Linked DNA regions of Oryctolagus cuniculus: region 2 is linked to region 1. Evidence: chromatin contacts called from public Micro-C data. All regions are on one chromosome and are shown on one strand. The core of a region is the stretch at or near the end of the contact, and the rest is flanking DNA. Distances in the headings are between cores, read along the strand shown.

The links. Hi-C and Micro-C count contacts between places; a contact is called where the count stands out from the background.
Region 2: a Micro-C map of ear pinna shows a contact between it and region 1, with 1.6 times the contacts expected there. The contact joins the enhancer-like site here to the promoter of RAB8B in region 1. A contact is called at or near these places in 2 of 6 Hi-C or Micro-C datasets (ear pinna and an unstated tissue).

What each region holds. Positions count from the first base shown.
Region 1 is chr12:86,223,139-86,229,543 of mOryCun1.1, reverse strand. RAB8B (RAB8B, member RAS oncogene family) reads right to left here and starts at 3,264. Exons shown (of 8, transcript XM_002718184.5): 1 at 3,036-3,264. The coding sequence starts at 3,159. It overlaps LOC108178249 (a long non-coding RNA gene), which reads left to right and starts at 3,313. Exons shown (of 2, transcript XR_001794973.3): 1 at 3,313-3,667; 2 at 3,810-4,795.
Region 2 is chr12:86,276,295-86,282,778 of mOryCun1.1, reverse strand. The region is part of intron 1 of RAB8B (RAB8B, member RAS oncogene family); the gene reads right to left. Among named protein-coding and RNA genes, the nearest start is that of APH1B, 39 kb to the left of the region's middle. Within about 2 kb of position 4,203, at least 2 of the 8 cell types and tissues checked have an H3K27ac peak or open chromatin away from gene starts, as enhancers often do. A contact at or near this core is called in ear pinna, where this site is marked.

The DNA.
Region 1 (6,405 bases), core at 2,015-4,514:
GGATTATCTATCTAATATCCTGGAAGATCCCCAAGAAGTCGGATGAAAGAAAATCTACCTTCCACCACCCTTGTGAGCAGGAAGGAAATGAGGGAGCTATTTCAGAGAAAAGAGCAAGATCTCAGAGAAATGAGAAGAAAGTGTGAGACAAGTGTATTTGGAGTCAAATGACTAATTGTCTCTTTCCTTTCATGCTGACAGAACGCCTATCAAAACAGTTGTCTAAAGATGGCAGATTCCCATGTTAAAAACGATTTAAACATTGCAAAGCACAATTAAGCTTAAAACGTATCTTCATGGCAAGACACAGACACACACCTCTATCTAGCACAACGCACACTCCAAGCCTAGGTGTAAAGAACCAGACCTTTGCTATGACCGAGGGGATGCTTCCTGTGACGTGGACGAGCTCATTAAGTGTGGTCAGCTGCACTAGGGTGGGCCTTGTCCAGCCTGCTGAGAACAGCACAGGAGCTGGGGAGGGAGTGGCCCGCCCACTGTGTCCTCTGCAGTGTAGTCACCTGTGGATGGGGTGAGACTTGGGCAAATGGATATGGCTGCTAGAGATGGGACTATGTCCATGTCTGTGTTTGCAGTCAAGCGGACACTTTGCTGAAATGGTCTCACCACTCACCTGACCAACTTCAGTTCAACTACAAAGCGTTACGGTTTAGGAGCATAAATTCTGCTATTTGAAGACAGCAGCGTGCCACCACTTCCTGTTGGGGCTCTGGGACTAAATAAGAGGCATGGGCTTTTCCCCTCCTCCACATCAAACGAAGACGTGGCCCATGGCCTCTTCTTACCATCTCCACCACGCAGAAAATACAAAGACCCACAGCTCCCAGGAGATGCACCCCAATGAACGCCTACCTCCTCTTCTAAACTGTCAGAGGACACTGGGTTTCAGGCTTGAACAGCCTCAATCTTCCAAAGAACCTCGTTTCCATCACAAAAAAAAAAAAAAAAAAATCTCATGAAAAGTAATTTCTTAAAGCTACTCTTTTGAAATGAAGAAGATACCCTTACAGGAAATGTGGGACAAAAATGAAGGGGAAAAAAAGAGAAAACTGACCAAACTACTCGAAGCAACCAAAACTTATCCCAGGAGCTCGGCAGGGACAGCATCCGAGAGATCTGCTCACTCTCCAGGCGGGAGGACGCCTCTGGGAGGGTCACACACAGGAAGCGCGGAAGGCCACCCACTCGCGTGATAAAGCTCACGGTCTGCACTGCAGAGTGCGCTCATCAGTGGGATGGAGTTTCGTGGGGGTTTTGGAAGGAGTGCCCGTGTCCAACGTTAACGCCGTCAGTTGCTGTATCAGCTCCCACCAGATCTCTTAGGAAAACACTTGAGAGATGACATTTAGAATCTGCTTCCTCAGAAAAGAAAAAGTCCCACTCAAGACTGACTGCCAAGAACTTGCAAACTCAAACTTCCCCACGCCCAGACATCACAACACCAAGGAGGTTTCAGGCTGTTCAATCCGTACGAAAGAGGCCGGAGTCAAGCAGCAAACCGTAGGTTCTCTCGGTCTTGAACTGAAGAGGGCTCCATACTCAGGTACTTTTTTTTTTTTTTTTAAGGCAATTATCCTCACAAACACAAGTACATAAACACACTTATTACCAAAGTACAAGCTTTCCATTATTTCCCAATCCAGAAACTCATGCAGAGAAATATTTTAAGAACCATTTAAGAGATGTCTAAATTAGCTACTTCTAGAGGCCAGAAACATCTCCCAGACGGCCCAAAACCGATTCTTAAAGTACTTAATCTACTGTAGCCATTTAACTACAGAAGTGAGGTTAAGGACGCTTGTACAGCCGGGTAAAACCAACTTCGCTCCGCTTTTCAGTTTCTGATAAGTTAGAGATCTTTTTACCCGAACCCATTTCTTCCAGTAAAAAGGGAGGAAAAAATTAGTGTTGCATCAGTTGGAAGTAATTGGGGTACCGGTATATTGCAGGTTGTGATTGATTTAACAAGTCATCATTAGAACCGAAACAAAATATACAGAGTGGCAACAGAAAGCAAGATCAATTCCTTGGTTCAGAAGTTGTTAAGCATTCAAGTTCCCAATTAAAAAAAAAAAAAATCCAGCCGCGTTGCTTCTCAGGAGACAAGAAGGGGCGAGCCCTATTTTCCTGACCACATCACTCCCCGAAGTCAGCAATCCCCTTAACGCCCGTGCACACTGGGAACAACTCAATGCTCCACAGATAGCATTCCATCAGTAGTCACTTTCTGCTTTCTCCTGCACTGGACCCAAAGCAGCAGAGACGACGGTAAGCCGGAGCACCCAGTAAGACCGCGAAGTCCCGCACCCCTCTCACTGCCCACCTTGTCCGCCTCGCCTGCCCGCTGCTGCGTTCCCTTTCCACCCGCACCCCGCCCGCCTTTACTTTTCCAACCAGGTAGCCTCATCCCCCCTTCCTCCCCGCAACTCTTCTCCTGCCTGCAGTTCTCCTCGGCCTCCCCCCGCCCCCCAATCTCTGCCCGCACCTCTGCAGCCACCCCCCCGCGCGCGCCCTCCCCTCCGGATCATTCATTCCCCTCAGCCCCCTTCTCCCCGCCGGGTCCTCACCTCCGTCCCTTGTGTCCTCTGCCCGCCCCTCTCGTTCCCCCAACCCTTCCATTTCCCCTTCACATTTCCTTTCTCTTTCCTGCCCTCTAATCCATTCGCACATCCACGAGCCCCTTCTCGCTCTCCGCGGGATCCCCGTGTCCCCTCCTCACTCTGTCCCGCTGGGACCCTCCCTGTCAGCCCCCGCGCGCCCCCGTCGCCCCAGTCCTCCCAGTCCTGGCTCCTCGGGTTCGCCTTCCCCTGCCCTGGCCCCCAAGTTCCCCCTTCACGCCCAGGGCGCACGTCCCCCGCGCGCCCCTCTCCCTCACGCTGTCGCCCTCTCGCACGGCTCCCGCCGCCCCGCGGTCTCCGCTCCGGGGGCTCCCAAGCCCCTCGGTCGTCCCTCCGGCCCCTTCGTACCCACCCTCCAGGTCTCACCCCCGTCCCGGGCCGCAGCCCCTCCCTCACCGATGGTGGAGATGAAGGTGGTGTTGAAGGCGTCCTCGGAGAAGCGGAACAGGAGGCAGGTCTTGCCCACCCCCGAGTCGCCGATGAGCAGCAGCTTGAACAGATAATCGTACGTCTTCGCCATCTTCTCGCTCCGGCCCTCTGACCGGGGAGCTCGAGGAGGCGGCGGGGAGAAGCGAGGAGGGGGCCGCGGGAGAGGGGGCGTGCCCGCCGCGCCGCCACTCGCCCCGCCCCGTGCCCCGCCCCGCCCCTCGGAGAAGGCCTGCGCTCCCCGCCCCGCGTAGCCAATCCGCGAACGCTTCGTCATCACCGCCCGCGCCCCAGGGGCTTCATGGGATTTGTAGTCTCTCTGGCGGGGCGCTCGGGCGTGCCCAGCGCGGACAGTCCAAGCGACCCCAGCAGATAAAAGATGTCTGGGTGGGGTGACCGGGTGGAGTAGGCGGTGCCGCTGGAGCTGGGAAGGGAGGCTCCGTTTCGAACTCTGCTCTCGTCGCGCCGCCGGAATGGAACTCCGTTGTTTCTTTGTGTGCGGAATCTGTCTCGCAGTTCCCACATCTCTTCCGCCGGGACCCTGAGTGGAGATGCTCGTTTTCCTCGGGGCTGCCAGGACGCAGCCTGCGATTCTGGGCCGGGTGTGTTATTCGTCTGCTCCCCCGGCTCGCATCCGCAGCAATGCCCTTGCGCCCCCTCCGCAGCCCCTCGGCCCCGGAGCTGGGCGGGAGAGACCCCCGTGCTCACCGGAACCTTCCTCTGGCCCCTTTCTCCACGTCTCAGGCCAGAGCCAAAGTCTACTCCTCCCGGAGAGCATGGGCCACGCAGGCCGCTCCCTGCGCCCTGCAAATCCGAGAAGGCTCGTGCCACACATCTGCGCCCTGCAAAATTTCGGGCCTCGTGTCCTGAGAATTTAGAGGATAAGACTTTGTTTCCGTCTGGGCTCCGTCTCCTAGCTGCTGTGACAAGGCACGCGGGCTGCACGGCGGCAAGGTGTATTGAAAACATGCTACTTTGGAGGTGTGCAGAGAACATTAAATGAGATCCTGAAAAAAAGTGAAAGCACTTTGTTCCGTTCATCCCCCATCACTCATTGGTGACAAATGACGAGGGAATACTGTTATATGCGACTCAACTCTTTATTGCACATCGTCTGACTCATTCCTCCGTTTTATGAATCCACTACTGAGTCCTCTTTAATTCGCTCGTGGTAGAAACCCCTCCTGGAAAGGGGAGTTTACTGGTGCAGGTAATGTGGAAGAGAGAAGCTAGGGAGGCCCGGCCTGGGAGCTGCATCCTGGAGGGGCTTCCTCACTCTCCTCCCACCTTAGTTTTAATTTCTAAAAGGGGTGTGGGCGCTGTTGGTAGGGGGTTAAAGCTGGGGCCTGCAGCACCTGCATCCCATATGCGCACAGGTTTGAGTCCTGGCTGCTCCACTTCTAATCCAGCTCCCCGCTGATGCGCCTGGGAAAGCAGTGGAAGATGGCCCAGGTCCTTGGGCCCCTGCACCCACGTGGGAGACCTGGAAGAAGCTGCTGGCTCCTGGCTTTGGATAGGTCCAGCTCCGGCCATTGTGGCCATTTGGGGAGTGAACCTGCTGATGGAAGACCTCTTTCTCTACCCCTCTCTGTAACTCTGTCTTTCAAATAAATAAAAAATAAATATTTTGTTTAAAATGTCTAAAACGGCAAATTCAACAGGTAAAACCCACATGACAGTAGCTCCTTGGAATCCACAAAGATATTTAAGAGAATAAAGGGGTCTTGAGATCAACAATGATAAATATTTGAGAAACACTGGCCCAGACACCTACCCTTCAGGGGTGGGGAATTTCCAGCCCCCACCTGTAAGGCGCATGAGAAATGAAATCACGTGGTCTGGCTCTGCCAAGGCAACAGCAAGCGAGACTCAAAATGCAACAAATCTATAATAGCGGGCTGATTTTTAAGTTGGTGATTTTATATGGCCTGTGAATGAGGTTATAAATATCCAAATGGCCCTGGGCAGGAGAAAGGTTCCCCAGTCCTGCAGGGAAACACCTTCTGGAAGGCTAGCAGTATTAAGGGAGCCAGTGGACTCAGTGGAATAAGAGGAAGACACAGAATGGTTAGCTGAAGAAGACAGCAGCTTCTAAGATGCATCTTGAGTGCGTGCACAATGCCACTGATACTCCAAGCTCAGTCCTATTGTGGCAGAGACTTAGCTGGTCCTGGAATTGGCCTTCACCTTCTATGTGGACAGAAGGTAAATACATCGTAGTTACTGATCCTACAGTGTCCAGAGGGCTACCGCTGCTGCTGCAGCCTACCTGATGGGAACAAGGACCTTGGAGGTCAAAGTCACAGTGTCTGCCCCGCTAATAAGGAATCTCACGGGCTGGGCCTCTTTGCCCAAGCCAGCCCTTGGACAAGTCTTTGGCTTCATCCAGGCTCTGAATAAGTGGACAGCCCAGTTCTACACCTTCATCTTCATTGCTAGGAAAAAAAGGGGGGGGAATATAGCTCCAAAAACTAGTGGAATCATCTGTCTTTTGAAGAATGTGTACTTATTAAAATAACTTTAGTCCCACCATCTGCTGGCAACTAGTATCTTTCTCTTTCTGTATGAATAAGAACTTATGTTCACAAGAGAAGCTAGAGTTAGGAATTTTAAAGTCCCTAAATTTCCTTAGGGGAATTTTGTTAATACATGGGAATTTTTTAAAAATAATTCTGTCATATTTTCACTTCCCCAGTTTTTCTTTACTGGCAAGCATATATGATGTTTGAGACTTTTTAAAAACTTTTTTTTTATTTGAGAGGAAGAGTGGCAAGAGAGGAGAGAGAGAGAACTTCCATCCACTGGTTCACTCCCCAAGTGCCCACAATAGCCAGAAGTTGGAGCCAAAATCTGGAGCCAGGAACTCCAGCTGGGTTACCCACGTGAACGGCAGGGACCCAAGCACTTGAGCCATCATCTGCTGTCTCCCGGGTGCATTAGCAGGAAGCTGGAGACACGATTTGATCCCAGACACTTTGATAGAGGCTGCAGGCGTCCCAAGTGGGAACTTAACCAGCTATGCTACAATGCCCACCCCAATATTGGGACTTTCTTACTGCTAAGTTTGGCTTCCACTATTGAACCACTTGAACATACCAACCAAGAAGAATCAAATTTCCCTTTTTGAATCATTTTCCTATTTTGTGTAGCAGTATGGCATCAGGAGCTGAGATTTTGGTAGTAGTAATCGAGTACCACCAATTCAAGGCATTGTGCTCAAAGGACTGGACACAGCACATTTGTAGAGCTGAGGGTACCACAGGTAATATGCTGCTGGCTGCCATAGTCCCCTCTTTGTCCAAGTGGTATCAATGGCCCTTTCCTAAAAACCCATGTTGCA
Region 2 (6,484 bases), core at 2,954-5,453, 52 kb before region 1:
CACTGGACCAGCTAAGAAGCCATGGATCCCCAGCCTGGCAATACGGCCTTTGCCACTGGACGGAGCATTCTGCTGGCACTGCTACCCGCAGTGTCTTTTTTCTTTCTGGGAGCCTGTGTGTGTCTCTTCCAATTCTGTGCGACCACCTAACTTTGTAGCTTTTTCTCAGGCTGCTCCATCTGCTCAGCTCTCTTCTTGGCCAAATCTATCCCTACCTCAAGGCCTGGCTTTTGCACAGTGATGCAATCCTGTGTTACTGGGTTTTATTAACATATTGCTTTGTAACTGTTCTTAAATCATTCTTTTTCCATTAGGTTGTGCACAGATACATGTACCCAGTAGATATGAAATTAAAGGTTAAATACTGGGACCGGCAAGGCGGTACAGGGATTAGGCTGTTACCAGAGAGACCAGCAACCCATATCCAGAGTACCAGATTGAGTCCTCGTTGTCTGTTTCCAATCCAGCTCCCTGCTAATGCATCTGAGAAAGTAGCAGATGATGGCCAAAGTGCTTGAGCCCCTAACACCCATGTGGGAGACCAGGACAGAGTTCCTGGTTTCTGGCTTCGGTCTAGCCCAACCTCAGACCATTACATCAATCTGTGGAGTGAACCAGTAAATGGGAGCTCTTTCTGCCTCTCAAATAAATAAGTAAAAAAAAAAAAAATTTAAAGAATAGCTATATTGGGGTCGGCACTGTGGCACAGTGGGTTAACGCCCTGGCCTGAAGTGCCAGCATCCCATATGGGCACCAGTTCCAGACCTGGCTGCTCTACTTCCTGTCCTGCTCTCTGCTGTGGCCGGAGATGGTGGGGAGGATGGCCCAGGTCCTTGGGCCCCTGCACCCACGTGGGAGACCGGGAGGAGGCTCCTGGCTCCTGGCTCCAGATCAGCACAGCTCCGGACATTGCGGCCGTCTGGGGAGTGAACCATCAGATGGAAGACCTCTCTCTCTCTCGGCCTCTCCTCTCTCTGTGTAACTCTTTCAAATAAATAAATAAATCTTTAAAGAGAGAGAGAGAGAGAGAGAGAGAGAGAGAGAGAGAGAATAGCTATAGATACAATGTATCAAATGAGGCACTTTCGGCTATAAACAACAGAAACCACAAATCATACTAGTTTAAGGTAAGTTACTGACTCATGTAACAAACCCAACTGTGAGCTGGGGTTCAGGAATGGCTCAATCTGGTACCTCCAGCTCATTTCTTTGCACCTCCCTTGGCTCTGCCTTCCTAGGAGTATCAGTTTCACTCTCTGTGGTCAGGAACCACAGAAGCAATACCAAGAAGAGAGATCATCTTCCTGTGCCTCTCTCAGAAGTGAGAAAACATTTCCCCAAAGCCTCCAGCACCTTTCCTTCACGCTTCATTTCTGTACTTAGAGCCGTGGGAAAGTCACGTTCTGAGGAGCTAAGGCCGAATTCCCGAACCAACAATTAACACGAGGAGTTAGCAAGATTGGATTAATCCAAATCCACCCCTAAATTTAGATTAATCAAGGCCCAACCTGAAGCTGGGTCACTCCTCCAACCACCAGGCTGCTAAAAATAGTAGAGAGAAAGGCTGTTGGAATCAATCAAAATATCCTCGACAACAATACTCAAATCTATTGAATTAATAAAATTTTAATATTCACAGGCATATGAAATGAACGAATCATAGCAGCTGTCACTACTTTCCTCTCACGAATGTTATGACATTAAATGATAAACTGCAGTACTTTTTTGAAAGTGATTTTGTCTAATGTGCAAACAAGAACCAGAAAATAAGAAGGAAAAGGACAATGGAACTGGCACCATGGCACTGTGGGTTAAGCCACTGCCCGCGATGCTGGCATCCGCTATAGATGCTGGTTCCAGTCACAACTGCTCTACTTCTAACCTAATGAAGCTCCTGGCTTTGGCCTGGCCCAGTCCTGGTTATCGTAGCCATATAGGGAGTGAATCAACAGATGGAAGATCTATCTCTTTCTATTTCTCCCTCCCTCTCTATAACTCTGCCTTTCAAATAAACAAATGAAGCTAAAAAAAAAAAATAGACAATAAGTAACCCAGGTAGCAGCCACAACATCTCAGGTTCAAACTTGACTGTCACTGATGGGTCCTTGAGCTCCCCTGGTTTATCCTCTGCCCCAGGGGATTAAAGAATGAAAAGAATGGGAGAGGGTGCTGTCAGCAGCAAGAACCACAGCTCTGCCTGGCAGTGAGGGAGCAGCTTTTTTTTTTTTTTTTTAATTTTAGAACTACACAATCTCAAAAAACATAGCATCTTAAGAAAATTACACTGATGGGGCTGGTACTGTGGCACAGTAGGTTAATCCTCTGCCTGCGATGCCAGCATCCCACATGCGTGCCGGTTCTAGTCCCAGCTACTCCTCTTCCCATGCAGCTCTCTGCTGTGGCCTGGGAAAGCAGAAGAAGATGGTCCAAGTCCTTGGGCCCCTGCACCCTTGTGGGAGACCCAGAGGAAGCTCCTGGCTCCTGGCTTTGGATTGGTGCAGCTCTGGCTGTTGCGGCCATTTGGGGAGTGAAGCAGCAGACAGAAGACCTTTCTCTCTCTCTAGCTGTCTGTTAACTCCTACCTCTCAAATAAATAAATAAAAATCTTAAAAAAAAAAAAAAAGAAAGAAAATTACACTGAGATCTGAAAAGCTCTCCTCATCTCAAGAGCCTTTCAGACAGTGTCGTTTTGGGCAGCAAACAGTACAGTAACTCATGCTCAAGATGACGACCCTGAGTCATCCTGACACAGGAGCGCTCTGTGGCCCACCAGGCTGCACGCGGCCTTCCTTCCTGCGGCAACCTGACTGCCAAGTTCAGAATCTCAGCGCTGCTCTCAAGGTGCTCAAATGTGTCCCAATATTAATTTTTTGACAGCATGAAGGCAGTTCCAGTTTCCTCATGAATAGCTATACCTGATTAGTAAAATAGGAAATCTGAATTTTAAGAAAACATTCCCAAGGGACTCAGAGCTGGTCTCATTTTGATTTGAAACACACACACACTCTCTAATGGATTATTTTCCCAAATTGAATCTTACTCTAAATGGTTACTCAGACTTGATATACTCGACATTATATGGTGGCAGAGAAGCATCTGTGAAACAAAGTCATAGAATAGAATATAGACCTATTATACCTGGGAGATGGTTTAGCCCAATCCTCCCTTAGTGGCTAAGAAAACTGCCCAGAGAAAAGCAGCAATTTACTCAGATTCACAAAGACTAATATAAAAAGGACTTAAAAATCAAATTTTGGCATTTACAGATAAGCCCCTCCCACCACTGAAATGTCCACCGACAGTGCACCTGAGGGGAGAGGGAGGAAATATTCTGGGACAGTGAACGGGAGGCACAGGTATCATCACAGATGAATCTAATGCTAAGTGAGAAGAACAACTTGCAGAAATATACAAACTAGTTCTTAACACTATAAAAAAAAAAGCCAAAATCAATATACACCATTTATATATACTTCCATGTATAACGAAAGTATAAAACATGCACACATGATTATCAACAAATTAAGGGTAGCTGTTACCACTGGAGAAAAATCAAAGAGGTTCTCACAAGGAGTTTGGATTCTAACAATAATTTATTATTTCTAAAACTGAGTGGTAAGTATGTGTACACGTGAGAGTTTTTTATGTTTGCGATTTTCCAAAGCTTTTAAAAAACCTAGAATTAGTTATCTGGAAAACTGACATATGGAGACAGACATTTATTAATGATGGTCAAAAACTCAAACCAAATTTTAGCAATGAAAAGCATCTTAGAAGATTTAGTTAGAAAAGCAAGCACTCCCACCCTGTCCAATACAACAGCGCCCTTGGCGGGGCACTATGTTGGGCGTGGCCCAAACTCCAGCAGGAGGAACAAAGAAGTTCTGATTTTCCATTCAATGAGAGAAGGAGGAGGACAGCTGCCTCCTCCCCCTGGGCTGGGAGGGTGGAAGGCTCTGCCCTGCATCTCTGAGCAGGCAAAGTTGTGTTTCAGCCTGACTCCCAGAGCACAAGGGCTGGCGGCTACCCGGCAGTGAGGGCTGCAAAGTGAGCACTTATCCACAGCACTGCTTATCAGATACTTCTCGGACACCACTGGGAGCTGGAGGAAGCTGGAGGGAAAAAGGACTTGCCAGCAGGAAGGACGGAAGGAAACTGGACTTGGCCCACGTCTACAGTTAACAGCAGTTTGGAATGAGCAGTACTGGATCACTTTCATTCCGCAAACTGGGTATCATTTAACACAGAGAAGGAAGACTGACAACAATCTTTCACACTACCATCACATGAGTCAGTCGAGAGATTTCATAACATAACCTTTTCTGTGTCAAGAGAATGGAGAGGTTGTCCCTGGGTCTGGGAATAGGTGAAAGGGTGCCACGGCTGGAGTGTGGGAAAGAGTTACTTTTCTGGCCTTGGCAACCCCCCAGGGCCAGCCAGTTCTCCTGACCCTAAGTGTAAGCTGTGACTTGATGCATTTTGCTCTGTGGTTGTGGCAGCTTAGAACATCCACAGCTCTCCCTTCTCTCCTGGTTACTCTATTGAGTCACTTGGAGAAGTCTGTAGCCTGGCCCAGGAAATGCAGAGGTCGGGAAACAGCAGGGACCTCCAACTGAGGTTTTCTATACCTGGTTCCCACTGAAGTTCTTCTAAAAGTTCTATTTGCCTGAAGTTAGGATAACCATGAAAAAAAAAAAAATCAGTTTCCTGGGTCATTCAGCCTTTCAATAAAGGACAGTAACGCAAAATGTTAGGGCTGGGTTTCCTCATACTGCTGCAAGTTTTCTATGTGGATTATCTATACTCTGAAACTTAACATTGCATTTTTACAATTAAAAAGGGGGAAAATGTTCTTTGTTTCAAAAGTACATCTGGAAACATCTGTGACCCTAGGCTATCTGGGTATGGGTTATGTGGTTTGTCTATTTACATTTCAGAGATCTTCCAGAAAAAAAAAATGGAAAAAAGTTTCACAAATATTGAATTCCTAACTTGAGATTATTTTTAACAATGAAGACACAGCCTAGATGGATTCTGCCAGTTTTTAAGCTTGCTTTGACAACCACATTTTGCTTATGCTTTTTGAATAGACATATAAATTATAAACATGGAGATTAATGAAATTTTAGAGTAGCTGACTTTATGATAATTAGTTGAAATCTCTAATTAAAAAATGTATTACTGAAACAGGAAAACATGAGTCACACACTGAAGCTTTAAAATGTTTCTTTTTCCAGGGACAGGAGTTGTGGCACAGTAAATAAAGCCACGGCTGGGGACACCTACATCCCAAATCTAAGTGCCAGGTCATGTCCTGGCTACGCCACTTCCAATTTAGCTTCCTGGACAGCAGTGGATGACAGTCTGAGTCCCTGCCATCCACGTGGTAGATCCAGATAGAGTTCTTGGCTCCTGGCTTTGGCCTGACTCAGCCCTGACTGTTGCAGGCATTTAGGGAGCCAACCAGCAGACAAAAGATCAAAATATTGCTCTCTTTCCCTCTCTCTCTCTCCCTGTCTCTCCCTTTCTGTCTCTCTGCCTTTCAAGTAAATAAAAATAAATTAAGTAAACAAACATGTGAAATAGAAAAAAATGATTCATAGACTGAACTTTTAAACTATTTCTTTTTCCAGGGTCAGGGAATTTTGTGCATAGGTTAAGCCACTTCTTGGGACACTTGCATCCCATTCTGAAGTGCCTGATTTGAGTCCCGGCTACTCCATTTCAGATCCAGCTTCCACTAATGCACATGGGAGGCAGCAGATGATGGCTCAAGTACCTAGGCCTCTGCTACCCATGTAGAAGACACGGATGGAGCTCCTGGCTCCTACCCATGTAGGAGACATGGATGGAGTAGGCCTGGCCCCCTTCCAGCTATTGCAGGCATTTGAGAAGTGAACCAGTAGATGGAAGATCTCTCTCTTTCTCTGTCAACCTACCTTTTAAATAAATAAATCCTTAGAAATACATACATATATATTTGTTTCTCCAAAATGAAGGTTTGAAGACAAATGTACAGAAGTAGAAATAAAATTAAGAATGTTACTTATATTGAAAGAGAGGATTTCAAGGCCTTGTTTTTTTGTAAATAACATTATAGAAGTTATAAAACTATTTACACCAAGTGTCAATTTTTTTTTTAAGATTTATTTATTTATTTGAAAGGCAGAGAGTTACAGAGAGTCAGAGGCAGAGAGAGAAAGAGAGAGAAGTCTTTCATCCGCTGGTTCACTCTCCAAATGGCCACAATGGTCAGAACTGCGCTGATGTGAAGCCAGGAGCCAGGAGCTTCATCTGGGTTTCCCAACTGGGTGTGGGAGCCCAAGGATTTGGGCCATCTTCTACTGCTTTCCCAGGGCATAGCAGAGAGCTGGATTGAAAATGGAGCAGCCAGGACTCCAACTAGTGCCCATATGGGATGCCAGCACTGCAGGCAGTGGCTTTATCCGGCCCCCCAAGTATCAATCTTGCTGCATACATAAGG